Linked DNA regions of Sus scrofa: region 1 is linked to region 2. The links are chromatin contacts, called in public HiChIP or PLAC-seq maps. All regions are on one chromosome and are shown on one strand. The core of a region is the stretch at or near the end of the contact, and the rest is flanking DNA. Distances in the headings are between cores, read along the strand shown. Region 1 holds the start of CAMLG (calcium modulating ligand). Region 2 holds the start of SEC24A (SEC24 homolog A, COPII coat complex component).

What was found. HiChIP or PLAC-seq counts read pairs in DNA pulled down with a chosen protein or histone mark.
Region 1: an H3K27ac HiChIP or PLAC-seq map of alveolar macrophages shows a contact between it and region 2. The contact joins the promoter of CAMLG here to the promoter of SEC24A in region 2. A contact is called at or near these places in 5 of 47 Hi-C or Micro-C datasets (epiblast stem cells, fetal heart ventricle, heart right ventricle and 2 more) and 2 of 2 datasets of contacts at active chromatin or transcription factors (alveolar macrophages and skeletal muscle).

Annotation. Positions count from the first base shown.
Region 1 is chr2:136,956,301-136,959,000 of Sscrofa11.1, reverse strand. CAMLG (calcium modulating ligand) reads right to left here and starts at 1,375. Exons shown (of 4, transcript NM_001244893.1): 1 at 1,097-1,375. The coding sequence starts at 1,280. It overlaps LOC102164588 (a long non-coding RNA gene), which reads left to right and starts at 1,469. Exons shown (of 3, transcript XR_298148.3): 1 at 1,469-1,672.
Region 2 is chr2:136,882,671-136,885,370 of Sscrofa11.1, reverse strand. SEC24A (SEC24 homolog A, COPII coat complex component) reads right to left here and starts at 1,321. Exons shown (of 23, transcript NM_001243924.1): 1 at 904-1,321. The coding sequence starts at 1,141.

The DNA.
Region 1 (2,700 bases), core at 126-2,625, 74 kb before region 2:
TAATAGAACAACATATACAATGTACCTTGAGAAAGAAAATAAATGCTTCAGGAAAGAACACATATTCTGCTATTAATCCTTAAAGGGGAAAATACGTCTTCTCACCATTGTTCTAGAATTTGAAACAATACTCTTACCTCTCTTGGTACTTTTAAGTCGCAAACCTGTGAACTGTCTAGAAGTTCAGAGCTACATAGCTAAAGGCCCACAAAGAAGTTAACACAAAGATCTACAGAACTTGCAACCAGTGACCAAAGGCCAAATACTAACTGCAATGCTCAGTGGAAACATAGAGAATCTGACATAATATCAAGTGCTCAGTGAATATTCACAGAAAAAAAATTTTAAGAGACTCTTTGTAAACGTCACCTGGAGAGAAACGAGGAACTCTCTTCAGCGTCAAATTCAGTTCCTGACATCACTTAACCTCAATCTCAGCACACTAGGAGATAAGACCTCACTCAGATGGACACGTCCCACTTGCTGGGTCTCTAAAGAACGGTCCTTGCAATGTTTTTCACCTGTTTTGGAAGGCCTGTCGAGAAGGGTTGAGGGCACCAAACCCAGACACGAAGCTCTGACCATGAGCCCCCGATCCGCGTAGGAAGGACCAGGGGGCACTTCAGTAAAGACAAGTGCATGCGGGCCGACAGTTACAGCAAAGGGCAAAAGAAGGGAGACGGTAGGGAAGGCAATGGAAGGGAAAAAGCTTCAGAAACGGAAAGAAAGGAAGGCACAAGAGCCAGAGCAGTCTGGGGATAAGATGTGCGTCCTTCAAGCAAGGCAAGGGGGGGAAGGGGCCCCCTCTGGGTAACTGGCCAGAGGGTCTCAGGAGCGAGCTTCGCCGCCGGCGGCAGAGGTGGGGACCACCTCAGGGCGAAGCCCCCCCACTGGAAAACTGAAGAGAGAGACTAGAAACGTCCCTGGGTTAGGAAGTGAGAACTTGGGACCCCCAGCTAAGGAGCGGGACCAGAGGGGAGGTCAGAGAGCAAGGCTTGGTCAAAAAGGTCGGCAGGGTGGAGGGAAACGATCCACAAGACTCCTAGGGACCGGCGTGCGGGGGGGGGGGGGTAACTAGGGAAACGGAGGCTCTCACCCGCGCTGCTCCCCGGCCTGTGAAAACCCATGATCCGATTGATGCGCTGTTCTGAGTTCATGAGCAGCTTTCTCCGCCGCAGCTCGGCCCGACGCTGGGAAGCGGACAGGCCTGAGCCCGCCAGGGCCCCCGGCCGGTCCCCGCTGTCGGTAGCGACGGTGACCGGCTCCATCTTCCCCTCCATAACCCGGGAGTGGTGACGACGACGGGGGCGGCGGCGGCTGCGGCAGCGCGGATGACTTCAGGCCGGGCCGCCGGGCGCGCGTGCCCCAGTCTCTGTGGACCCGCCCCCCCGAGCGCGAGGCCGCAGACGCGGCCTCACCATGCGCGCCGCCTGACGGGACCAAACGCGAGGCTTGCGCCGCCATCTTGAATGAGGGCATCGGTGGCCGTCCCAATTCCTTGGGCAGGGCTGGCTCTCGCTGTTTCTCTTCCCCGCGACTCGGTCTTCCTGCAGTTCAGTCGGAGGTGAAGAAAAGCGGCACCTAGCCTGACGCAAGGGCACCGGATAGGAACGAGAAATAGACGACCGCTCCTCGGCGGTGCCAGGAAGCAAAATGGAGGTTGCAGCGGCAGGTACTGGTTTCCGGTGACCTCCTGCGGCCTTGCGTATAGGCCTGGGGAAGAGGTTAACTGCGAGAGTGACGCTTCAGGGAGCTCTGGGCGTTTGGGGTTTGTTCTTGGTGCTGATTCCTCATCTGTCACTGCGCTTCCCCCAAGTACATGGCTAGTTTGTTTCGCCTGTCTTTGTTCAAGATTCTCCCATTGAAGTCTCCTCTGTCCATTCTCTTTAAATTACCACCCCTTAGGAGTTTCCATTATGGCTCAGGGGTAACGAATCTGACTAGCATCCATGAGGACGCAGGTTGGATCCCTGGCCTCGCTCAGTGGGTTAAGGATCCCGCGTTGCCTTGAGCTGTGGTTTAGGTCGCAGATGCAGCTCCGATCCGGCCTTGCTGTGGCTGTGGGGCTACAGCTCTGATTCAACCCCTAGCTGGGGACGTCCACATTCAGTGAGCGTGGCCCTAAAAGAAAGCAAAAAAAAAAAAAAAAAGACAAAAATAAAATAAATTACCACCCCCTCTCAACACTCCTTATTCTCCTTATCTGCTTTTTCTCCTTAATACTTACAACCGACTCACAAGCTAAATGTACTTTTTTTGTGTATTGTCTGTTTTCTCATTAAGTAAAACATAACTCCATGAAGACATGCACTGTTGGGTTGACGGCTGGAACAGTGAGTGCTCAGCAAGACAGACTTAACCGTTAGGCCATGTTAAGGGCCAGCAATAGGAACCTAAGAAAATTTTTCATTTGATTTTCTTTTAAAATCAGAAGAAATGTGTCATAATTTTTATATAGTGACGAATCCAGCTTGGATTATAGTCGTTCCCATACCAACAGAGTCATAAAATATAATTTTAGGAATGTGTTTATGGAGGAGAGAGCCCACGAAAACAGAGTACCGAGGGCCCACAGAAGTCGTCGTTCAGCCCTGGCGCTAAGTAATAACTATTTGAGTGAGTAAATTGATAAAGGAGTTGAATCCCTCAACAGCCCTTGCTTCATGGACGACGTAGCCAGTTTACATCAGAGGCTAGGGG
Region 2 (2,700 bases), core at 72-2,571:
AACTTGCCAGCAATCTTAGATTCCAACGGGCAATTAAGCATTTTAGAATTATTCTACTACTTGTTTCCAAGAACCAAAGTTTTACAAGTAAACTAGTGACTTGGCAAACTGTTGGCAGAAAACGTCTTATATAATAATAGCAATTATAGCAAACTTAGTAAATCACAATATAGGACAATTCAAAGAATCCTAGAAGGGGTACACAATTAGAAGACAGCCTCATACCCAATGAAAAATTATAGTGCCACATGCACACTCTGGTCAGAGGTTCAGAGACGTGTACAACCGCTTCCCCAGTGATCTAAAGACCTCTGGAAATTGAACAGATCCTCCCCTTAACTTAGTTGTTTCGAAGCTGAAAACCACAACAGGTGGCCTAACTACAATTCGGGGAAGGTTCAGGGAGAGATGAGCGGGCCCTAAAGAGGTCTCCCCAAAACATGCACTCACTCGTTCATCTCCGCCAATTCACACTGAGTATGACGCCCACCCCACTGCGGAACTGGAATGAATCAAACCCCAAATCCTGCTCTCTACGAGACGTGAGTGAGGCGGCGCGGAGGGGAAAGGCACATAAACAGACACTATGAGCCTTGGATGCGAATTGTGAGGTACGGCCCGCCTCCGTATTCCTCACTCACGTAAACCCTGGACGTTACATACAGCAAGGGCTCAACAACTGTCTGCTGAACGAATGAATAAATAATGAAAAACGAAACACTAAGACGAGCCGCGGTCTCCGTGGCGGGGCCTCGCACCCTGAGCCGCTCCCGACCCCGGCAGAGAGGTCACCCTCCCCTCCTCGGTCGCCTCAGGCGGCGGCAGCAACCAAAGGTCAACTCGAGCCGGGGGCCCGAACTTGGTCGTCCTCCCGCCCCCACGCCCCCTCTGAGCGGCACTTACCGTTGCTGTAATGAGACCCCGAGGCTGGGGCGGCCCCGTTCTGGGCCTGGAGGCCCGTGGGGGCGGCGCCGGAGGCCGGTATCCCGGGCTGGGACATGACGACGGTGTTCGTCGGGACTGGAAGGGGCTGGTCGGGGTCTGCGACAGCGCCAAGCCGACCCGAAAGACCACTGCTGGAAGCGGAGGGAGGGGGCCAACGACTTAGGGCTGGTGCAGGGAGAGAGAGCCGGAGGCGCATAAAGCCCTAGGCATGGCGCCACAGTCTCCCCAGCCCGCCGGCGGCCATGGCCTGGCCTGGGTGCTGAGGCTCGAGAGTCGTGCCGGCCGGGCCGGGAACGCCGGGCTGGGAGGAAGCAGCCGAGCGGAGAGAGACCGAGGGAGGCCCCAGCCGGAACTGCCTGTCAGCCGCCGGCCGCGCAGGCGCAATCGGGACACGTGGCACTTCCGGCTCCGGCCTCTCCCCCCTCCGCCGCCGCTGTCGCCGCCGGTGAGCTCTTCTCTCCCTGTGGGGCTGCCCAGAAGCCACCTGACTGCTCCGGGTGTCCCGGCCCGAAGGACCGTGCTTGGCCGCGCCTGCCACGTCACTGATTCTCACCAGCGACCGGAAGTGGCGTGTCACCGATACGGAAATCCCCACCGCGTGAACGTCATCTCGCCGGCACTGCCGGGATCCAAGCGCAATCCCGGCTTCAGTGGCAGCTTTCAAGGGGTGGGATGGACAGTTCCTCTTCTCTAGTTTTTGTGAAGATGAGCTGAGACGACAGACATCATCATCCCCTGCTGAGACTATACCTCGGATAGCTGGACCGATTAATGTTCGTCGCAGTATTTCATATTTCGTCATATTACAGGTGTAAATTGTAAGGAAATTTTTTAAAGGGGTGGTTAATTATGCACATATGGTAAAAGTAATCAAATCCAAGAGGAGGCCTTTGCTTTTTGACCGGAGGATTCAGAAGTAATTTTAGTTTTCAAATTCGCTGATTCATAGCATAGTCACCCCAAATCTCATTAACATCTTATTTAAATGGCAGTTTTAGTTCCTCTTCTAAGAGTTTACAGTAAGGTGCAACAAACTGCCTTTTCAGGCAACGAGGGTTTTTTTTTTTTTTTTTTGGCAAGTTGACTTTTTACTTCTGAGGCCAAAGGGAGGTAGAAACTGGAGTAATTAGACAACATAGTTAACTAATGATCTCAATCCTCATCTTAGCCACCTTCATTATACTTAGGTTTTCCTGTTCTGAGCTGATTGATAAAGCGCTTCTTGAAACAACAGATTTGTACTGTTGATTAAAATGTCATGCCTAGGGTGCCAAAACCTGAGAAAGGTGAAATACATCTTATTTAATTCATTTGCAATCAAATGCCTGCTATGAAATGTTATATTACATACAAAAAAGAGTAAGAACTAAACTGCTAAGGCCTGAAAAAGGAACAGTAATAATTCAAATAACTATTACCCTTTATCCTTTTTCTGTCACCTGTCTCAGATGTGTAAAAATGTGTTTGCTGTGTGTGAAACTGAAAAATCAAACTCCTTGTACAAGATACAAGTACGAAGTCTTCTTTGGGATGAAGATGATAATTTTCATCCAACTGTTTTCAGCTGAGAGCCCCTATAACAAAATCCCAAATCATATATCCCAAGAACACCTGAAAACAGACAAAAACACAAGCCTCTCAGTGGCTTAAACAGAAAATCCTCAGAACTGAACCTCCCTGAGGTCAGACTGAAAAATCAGTATTGCTCTTCAAAAGAGCAGATCCTTATACCTGGTCTCAAACTTGCATTGGTTT